Linked DNA regions of Mus musculus: region 2 is linked to region 1. The links are chromatin contacts, called in public HiCAR-type maps. All regions are on one chromosome and are shown on one strand. Each heading gives the region's core, a stretch centred on a gene start, on an enhancer-like site or on the middle of the called end of the contact. The rest is flanking DNA. Distances are from core to core; before and after follow the strand shown. Region 1 overlaps Dmd (dystrophin, muscular dystrophy). Region 2 overlaps Dmd (dystrophin, muscular dystrophy).

The links. HiCAR-type assays count read pairs that join an accessible place to other places.
Region 2: a HiCAR-type map of embryonic stem cells shows a contact between it and region 1, with 5 times the contacts expected there. The contact joins two enhancer-like sites. A contact is called at or near these places in 3 of 484 Hi-C or Micro-C datasets (all in embryonic stem cells), 10 of 115 datasets of contacts at active chromatin or transcription factors (all in embryonic stem cells) and 1 of 9 other capture datasets (embryonic stem cells).

Annotation. Positions count from the first base shown.
Region 1 is chrX:84,441,769-84,445,548 of GRCm38.p6, forward strand. All of the region lies in intron 50 of Dmd (dystrophin, muscular dystrophy), which reads left to right. Among named protein-coding and RNA genes, the nearest start is that of Gm52441, 69 kb to the right of the region's middle. Within about 2 kb of position 1,438, at least 9 of the 459 cell types and tissues checked have an H3K27ac peak or open chromatin away from gene starts, as enhancers often do. A contact at or near this core is called in embryonic stem cells, where this site is marked.
Region 2 is chrX:85,075,219-85,079,591 of GRCm38.p6, forward strand. The region is part of intron 63 of Dmd (dystrophin, muscular dystrophy); the gene reads left to right. Among named protein-coding and RNA genes, the nearest start is that of Fthl17a, 170 kb to the right of the region's middle. Within about 2 kb of position 1,898, at least 13 of the 459 cell types and tissues checked have an H3K27ac peak or open chromatin away from gene starts, as enhancers often do. A contact at or near this core is called in embryonic stem cells, where this site is marked.

The DNA.
Region 1 (3,780 bases), core at 188-2,687:
AGTGAAATTTAGGAATTGATTTATCCAATAACAGCCTTTGAATCGAGGAAGATGTAATTTGAGGTGAATAAAAATGTCTCCATTTTATAGTGTAAAAGAGTAGAGTAGTGCTTTTTAAAATCACTATTTCAGATATTGATTAATAACATCATTTCAACTAAAAGTTCTAAAGCAGAAATTTTCAGTTTATTCTATGAAAAGCCAGATAGTAATTATTCTTGGATTTTAGGTGAAAAAAAAGTCAGCCAAAATGATCTAACTATACTACTGAAGTACAAAATCAACCCTAGAGAGCTTCTAAATGAACAAATGTGATTGTGTTCCAATAAATCTTTAATTATAAATCTGGACGTTGGAACAGACTTAGCCCACAAACTGCCGTTTCCTGATGTCCCTTTAAAATAAAGTCTTGCTGATACATTATTACCTAATAAAGTAAACATAGACCATGAGATACATTTATATTTTACCTTTCTTCATAGAGAGAATAGTTATAATCCTAGGTGGTTCTAATAGTTATTCAAAACCAATAGTACCACTTACATACATAAAAGGGAAATTTGTAAAAGCAATTCATGATGGAAATAAAGAAAATGCTTGCAACAATTTGTGAAACTATTGTTAGTGTTCCACAATCATTTGCTAAAAGGGTTAGTAATGATTGTAACACTGAGTCTGGAAAATTTGCCCCTACCTTGGAGGATATTTTCCTGTCCTAGCAGCCAAACACTATGAAAAGTAGATAACTAAATGTTACATTCTTTTAATTTTATGAAAATGAGTTCCATATACTTACTTACTGAGGCACTTTTAGGTATATCTACAAAGAGCTGATCATTTCTGTATCACATGAAATCTGATCATTGTTCACAGTTTGAGAGATGATAATGTTAAATATCACATCTAGGTTTTCTTTTAACTTTATGGTTTGCACATTTACACAGGTAAATAACTCCCCCAAATATATATCAAACTACCATGTAAACCGAGTAGATGTTAAGTTATGAACTAGTGAGAAAGGTAAAATATGTACTAAGAAGCAACAAAGATGTCACCATCAGTGTGATAAAAAAGCCACGTCCAATGCATGGCTACATTTATGGGCAAAGTTCTCTGAGTATGACTGTTTGCATTCCTAAAATCTACTCTGCATCCTGTTAGATTCTACCTTCCTATCCATAACCCAAAATATTACTTACTGTGTTTCATCTGGGCTGTTCTTAGCTCTAATTGGCTACCCCTCATGGCCATGCTGTTATGGCTCAGCTAACCCATGGTGTTTTTTTCTTCTCTTCAGCACGTTCCTCTTGTCTCCCCTGGAGGCTTCCTTCTGCTTCTCCCAAACCCAGCAAAACTTAACCCCACCTATGTATCTTCTCTGTAGCTATTGGCTGTCAGCATCTTTATTCACCATGAAGAATTAACATGGAGGCTGGGTCAGACACCAGCTCTTCACGGCCTGCACTTAGCATTACAATAGATCCTACAAGACAAAACCTCAACCCCAGTGTTGAAACCCCCCCTGTGTCTCACAAGAAAAGGGAGGCAAGCTGAGGCTGAAAAGAGAGGGGAAACTAGGCGGTGGAGAGAAAAATGGAGCTAAGACAAGGTTCCTGATCAAGACTCAAATGTTTAATTTCAAATGCGCTTATAAAGTGTGTTGTGGAGGGAGGCCCATTCCCGCCAATTCATCCTTGGAGCCTGGAACCAGCTGCAGGTGACAACATGCAGGATAGGGTGTAGTCTCCAGAATAGCTCAGGGGCCTCTCAGCCGGAGGAAAGGTGGCATTGGCAATGGCCGAACAATAGAGTAATCTAGGGAGGAAGGCTCCACTTTAGGTAATCTCCTTAGTGGCAGCAAGGTCAAGGTCTGGCTCAGCCTGCTTCAGGCTGGGGGAGATTACAATTTCCTCGCTGTTATTAATATTAAAAAAAACTGGACTGAGGCATAAAATTTATTTATGCTCTATAGTCCTACCTGGGAGTTATGGTGGTTGGCGGCTGTGCCTGTCTTAGGAAATCTTAGTTCTTCCCAAACCATCCAATTCTGTCTTGGAGGCTAGGTGCAGCTTGTTTGTGTTATATTTCACATAAAACATGGCTCTGTGGTGTGTTATCAACAGCCATGGCCTTTTGGCATGTACCTCTGTCTTAGATTGGTATGGTTCTGAGATCTGGATGTCCATCATTGACTGTCCGGCCCTCATTAGCACACCTTATTCCCAATTCAGACCAAAGCAACAATATGTACTTAGAATGCTTCTTGATGAAGATTAATAACTACCACCTGCGCTGTTGGAGGCAAGGGTGCACACCCGCTACAGTCTGAGGGGTGTTGACTAACCTGCTTGAAAAACAAAGTTGAGACAGTGAAAAGCAATAGTACAAAAGCTTCTTTACTGAAGCCCAGGTACTCCATTCAATTGCAAATTAGCAACGTTCAAGCTTAGACTTAGAGCTCCTGGTGTGGGGGAGTGGCTTTAAGAATTGCAGCAGGGCTGCAACTTCTCTGGGAGTGGAGGCTGTGCTCCAAATTAACTTTGCTAGGTAATTAAGATTTTAGCTATTTTCTATTTTATTTGCTAGGAATCTCTAATACTGGAATTATTACTAGACCAGTCCAAGATTTAGTTAGAATAACTGGTCACAATGAGGGAAGGAGAAGAATCACTATAACTCTTTCTTGTGACTAATCTTTCTAAGTCAGATTACACAGTCTCTAATGTTCTATGTCCCATAAGGTTTAAAAAGCTTGAAGCAAGGCAGCTTCTAAAGGATATCTAAAGCACTGAGTTAGACTTATAAGTAGTTGCCAAAGGATATGTTATGGTAGAATTACAGGAGGAGAATCAAAATAAAATTGTATGCTTTTGAAAGTATAAGAATCAATAATATTTAATTGGAAGATGTGATGGTTCCTATTGATTTGTTGACATCACAGGATTTATTATCACCTAAGGAAACAGGGTCCAAACCTATCTGTGAGGGGTTATTTGACTTAGCTTAACCTTTAGCTGTATCTGTGAGGGATTATGTAGATTATTTAAATTGAGATGGGAAAATGCACCATACAATGGGCACTGCCCTTCCATGGACTGGAGTGAGGGACTGAATATAAAGCAGACTGAGAGCCAGGATTTGCTTTCCTCAGCTTTCCAGCTAAAGATCCCAAATGAGCAGCTATGTAAACTTCTTTTTACCATGGCTTCCTAATCATGATGGACTGTATGTTCAAAGAAGAGTGAAAGTAAACCCTTCCTTGAGTTGCTTTTGTTTGGATATTCTGTTACAGCTACAAGAGAAGTAATATAGCAGAGGATATGCAAACGATTAGAATGTTTTCAAGAGGCTGGGACCAGGGCTATGCCTGAGATTTGGAGAGGTTTCTCTAAATAAATAGCAGCAAATAGACTAGATAAGAGCAACACTAAAAGCTATTATAACAGTTCAGGAACTTAGGAAAAGCATGAGACCAAGATTTGTGGATATTTGTGGCATATGGGAACAATAGCACCATTAAAAAATGCATGGACATAAGAATGAGATTTATATTTTTAAAAACTCAAATATTCATGTTCTTGGCTTGGCAAGTTCTGTGTTAGATGCAAATGGAAATTATTAAAATATAAATTGTTTTACCATTCAGGGGAGCTGTGAGTTCAATTTTATACATTCTGGATTTCTGATAATTTTAACACCATTTAGTAGACATAGAAGTTAGGAGAGAGATTTAGATTCAAATGGTGCCTATGCTGTCAACACTCAGATAAAACCTAAATG
Region 2 (4,373 bases), core at 648-3,147, 630 kb after region 1:
TCTCTCTCTCTCTCTCTCTCTCTCTCTCTCTTTTTCTCTGTGTAAGACAGTGTTTCTCTATGTATCCCTGGCTATCCTGTAACTACTATGTAAACTAAACCAAGCCTGTTCTCAAACTCACAGAGATCCTCCTGCCTCTGCCCCTGCCCCTGCCCCTGCCTCTGCCTCTGCCCCTGCCCCTGCCCCTGCCTCTTCCTTGAGTGCTGGGATGTGTGTCACTATGTCTGTCTTTATCTTCTTTAAGAATGAAATATGAGGCTGGAGAGATAGTGTCGTGATTGAACTGGCTGCTCTTCCAGAGGACCTAGTTCCATTCCCAGCACCTACCTGACAACTAACAACTGTCTGTAACTCTAATCTCAGAGGATCCAGTGCTCCCTGCTGACCTCTGCAGGCACTGTACACAGGTGTTGCACAGACATACATTCAGACAAGACATTCATACGCAGGAAAACCAATAAAATCTCAAAAAAGGAACATACCTCTCACCACGATGCTCCAGAAGCAGAGGCAGGTAGTGATTGACACTCCCTCCCACTTCCCCTGGCCCTCGCCCCCCCCCCCCCCAAAAAAAAAAAAAAAAAGAAAAGAAAAGAAAAAAATGTGATTTTTTTTTTTTTTTGGTTTGGTTGTTTGTATCAGCCACTGTATCAGTATTTCAGATTAGACTTTTATTATATATTCTGTATTGCCTCAAATAAGCCTTGTGAGCTTAGACATTAATCACTGTTTTATAAATAACACAGCTTATGTGGAAAATTTTCAGTTCTATTAACTTTAAAAATGGTTGTTGGAATACTGCCTACTTCACACTCGAAGTTCCCTTTATGTGAAACTGGATTCTTTGCCTTGACCACATTTTACCAAGGCTTCTCTGTCTTCAGCCCATCTGTGTACTTCCTAAGAAAATTCAGAGTCCTGTCCTGTCATCTTAGCTTTCTCAGTATCCAATCAGGATTTTCCTTCCTCTTCTATGCTTCTAAGTATGCTGGTCACCCTTCCCTGACTTCTGTGAGATGCCTGCTATATAGAGTTAGTTAGAATCTCTTATCTCTGATGTTTCCTACTGAAAAATTTCCAAGTACTGCCTCCCACTGTGCTCCTTGGCTGGAAACTCCTTCATGTCCTTACTGATATTCAGAATTGAACTGAGTTATATATTTAGATCTCTCTCCCCACTCCCCCCTCCTCCCTCCTTCCCCCTCCCCACCCTCTTTCTTTTAGTAGTCTTGGATGAACTTTTCTTCTTTCCCACTCTTGCTGTTGTTTAACTCTATTCTTACCTTAACTATGGGGTCTCTGAGAACAATACCATTTTTCTTAGTTCAGTGGACTATGGCTTAGGGAAAGGGAAGGAAAAGGGATCTAGGGTCCCAGAAAATCAATGGTCAATAAAGCTGCCCTTATTAGTGGTTCCCCAATCCTTTGTCTCCATAACTCTCTGAATGAGTTTTACAGGGAAAGTGTGTTACTAGAGGTTTATAGGTAAGAGCTGAAAGGAATGGAGCTGAGTTCCTCTAGAATGAGAGCAGGTTCCAAGAAGAGTTGCCACAAAGGTTCATTGTCCAGGAGTTAGTAAAGACTTTTCTTGGTTGACATATGGAGGATGGGGAAGGCTATGAATTGGTCAATGCAGTTGGTCTACCCACAAGGTGTCCAATTCTCTTCATCCCAAGTATCTAGACTGAACTTTCAGTCATACCTCCAGGACTAGCTTCCAGGCAGCTGTGAAGTACACACACACACACACACACACACACACACACACAGGAGGAACTAGAGTCCTCAAACAGTTCTGGAATTTCTGGCATCCAGCCAGGGTAGAACCAAGGACATTCTTGTTTCTGGCAAGGGTAAGAACTGAGGTCCCAGCCAGGCAGGAAGTAGTAGCCTTAAATTGCAGAACTCCAGGAGGCAGAGTAGGCGGATCTCTGAGTTCAAGGCCAGCCTGGCCTACAGAGTAAGTTCCAGGAAAAGCCTCAGCTACAAAGAGAAAACCCTGTCTTGAAAAACTGAGGAGAAGAAAAGAAGTGCATCCCCTGCCCCATAACTGTTTGGCTGGTTCCTTTGTTTAGTTTTTCCTTAGCACAGCCAGATTTCTAGATTCAAATCTAAATTTTTAACCTTAATGTAGACCCAAATGATGTGTTTAAAAATCACTTAATTGAATATTGTAAATTATATAATTTCCACTTAATGAAATACTACTGGGAGACTGAAGGTGGATGTCCATCTGTACAGGGAGACTGGATAGAGGTAATAATTTTGATGACACAACCATTCCCTTCCAATGTAAAAGATGACGTCTAAAAATCTGATAGCTGAAAAGGTTTGGGAAAACTCTGACAATTTTCATAGAGCAGTTTGAATGAAAACCAGACAATAGCTAGTTATTGGAAGAACTCTAGAGTAAGGAAAAACAAAAAACAAAAAAACAAAACAGAAACTAACCACAGAGAAGTGTGCTGCTTTGGAGGGAGCAAAGCATTGGACTAGAGGTTAGAAGAAGACCCTCCCAGAGCCAAGCTGTAAATTTAAATGACTGAAGGTGGCCAGATGGGAACTGGGGCATCCTGAAAAGCTTCTCTGGGAACTGAAGGCCCACTATTGTCATGCATGAATGTAGGCGCCAGTTGTCAGATTTACAGGTTCTTTCAGAGACTTAAACAATGGAAATTCATTAAATATTTATGTAAATCATTCTATGATTAAAAGATGGTTGTGCAGGTGATCTACCATTAGCCCACTAGTGAAAGATCAAAAAAAAAAATCAGTTTCTGGTCTTTCTAGTCTTTAGTCTATTGGTTGATTACCTCTGAAATAATGAAGTTGGCATTTCAGGAGAAGCATCATATTTGGAGATAACAACTTAGAAATAAGTAAGTTGAAAAGGTGAGGGCAAAGGAGGAACGCTAGCAATTTAGAAAATTTAGTTGAGATTGTAAATCTGGAAAGGCAGCAAGATAATGTTAGCATTAAAGCAGATGAGGAAATTTACTGCTGTTTATTTTCATCATTTCAAGCAAGTTTTCTGCAAATCCTCCAACTGTGAAAGAGGATGGTAAATTCAAAATAGGTGGTGTCAACCATATGCTCGTGCAGTCTAAAAAAGTTAGGGCACAACATTAAAAAAATCATGTGTGAAATTTGGTTATAGAAAGCTTTAAAAAGGTATACAAACTAAGTCTAAGTCATATTCGATCATTCCTTTTTATTTTTATTCATTTATACATTTTTTAAGACAGGCTCTTGCTATGTAGCTCTAACTGGCTTAGAATTTGCTATGTAAACCACAGTCCTTGAACTCAAAGAGCTCCACTTCTGCCTCACAAGTACTGGGATTAAAGTCCATCTCCTCTGGTCCTGTTTGATCAATGTCTTTATTATAGAGAATGAAAATTAGTTATACTGGCTCTGTCTTGGAGAAACTGGGATGTAGTCTATTCTGGAAAGAGAGTAGTACAGATAATTAAATAAGTTCAGGATGGAGGTAAAGCAGATTAGGGAAAATTTACAGGCCCATGTAGTTTTGGGAGTCCCTGAATTGAATGAGCTACCTATGTTTTTAGCATTGAGAAAACCAAGACAACAGTGACTGACAATTTTAAGCCAAAGAAGATGCACAGTGTCATTCTTGCACTGGTGGTCATGGCCTCTGTGACTGTAAGTTCCTTGTCAAGTAAAATGAAAAAGAGTTAACTTGGTGCAGCCTTAGACCAGGGACAACAAGACAGTAAGTGATGGCAGGGCTATGGATGTAGATGCACAATACTTGCTGATCATGACTAAATCCCTGGACCAATTCCCAGGACCATGGAAAATAACCCACCCCTACCCCAAATAGACAAAAACAAAATAAAAACAGATGTTGACAAACAAGAATGACAGAGTTATCCAATTTAATGGCTGGAGAGTTTGCTGTACATCGAGTTTCTTCTGGTGGAGTCATGGGTAGCATATGACACAATGTGTGTGTGTATAGCATAGTGTTTTTTTAATGAGATGACAGAAGGGAAAATGGCAGGAAGTGAAATTAAAGATTTACTTTTTTTCATAGTGCTGAATTCGCAGGTGCTCATCTTGGCTTTCTATTCCTTGACCTCCCCCACCCTTTAATGTCATTTCTCCTGGGAGGTACTGTACATCTGCTTCAGTCTTAGAGTTAAGCAGCAGGTGGCCAGGATGCTTGGCTGCAGGGGTTTGGAGGATAGGTGTTTAAGGCTCTGAGATTTATATTTAAGCCATGTATTTTCAGTTTCCAAAGGAACCTGAAATGTCTTAATTTCTGAGTTCTTGGGTACATAAATTGATATGTGTCTTGTGAGGCTCGCCCACTCTCTGCTCCAATCTCTTTGTTGTCCCTGCCCCATTAA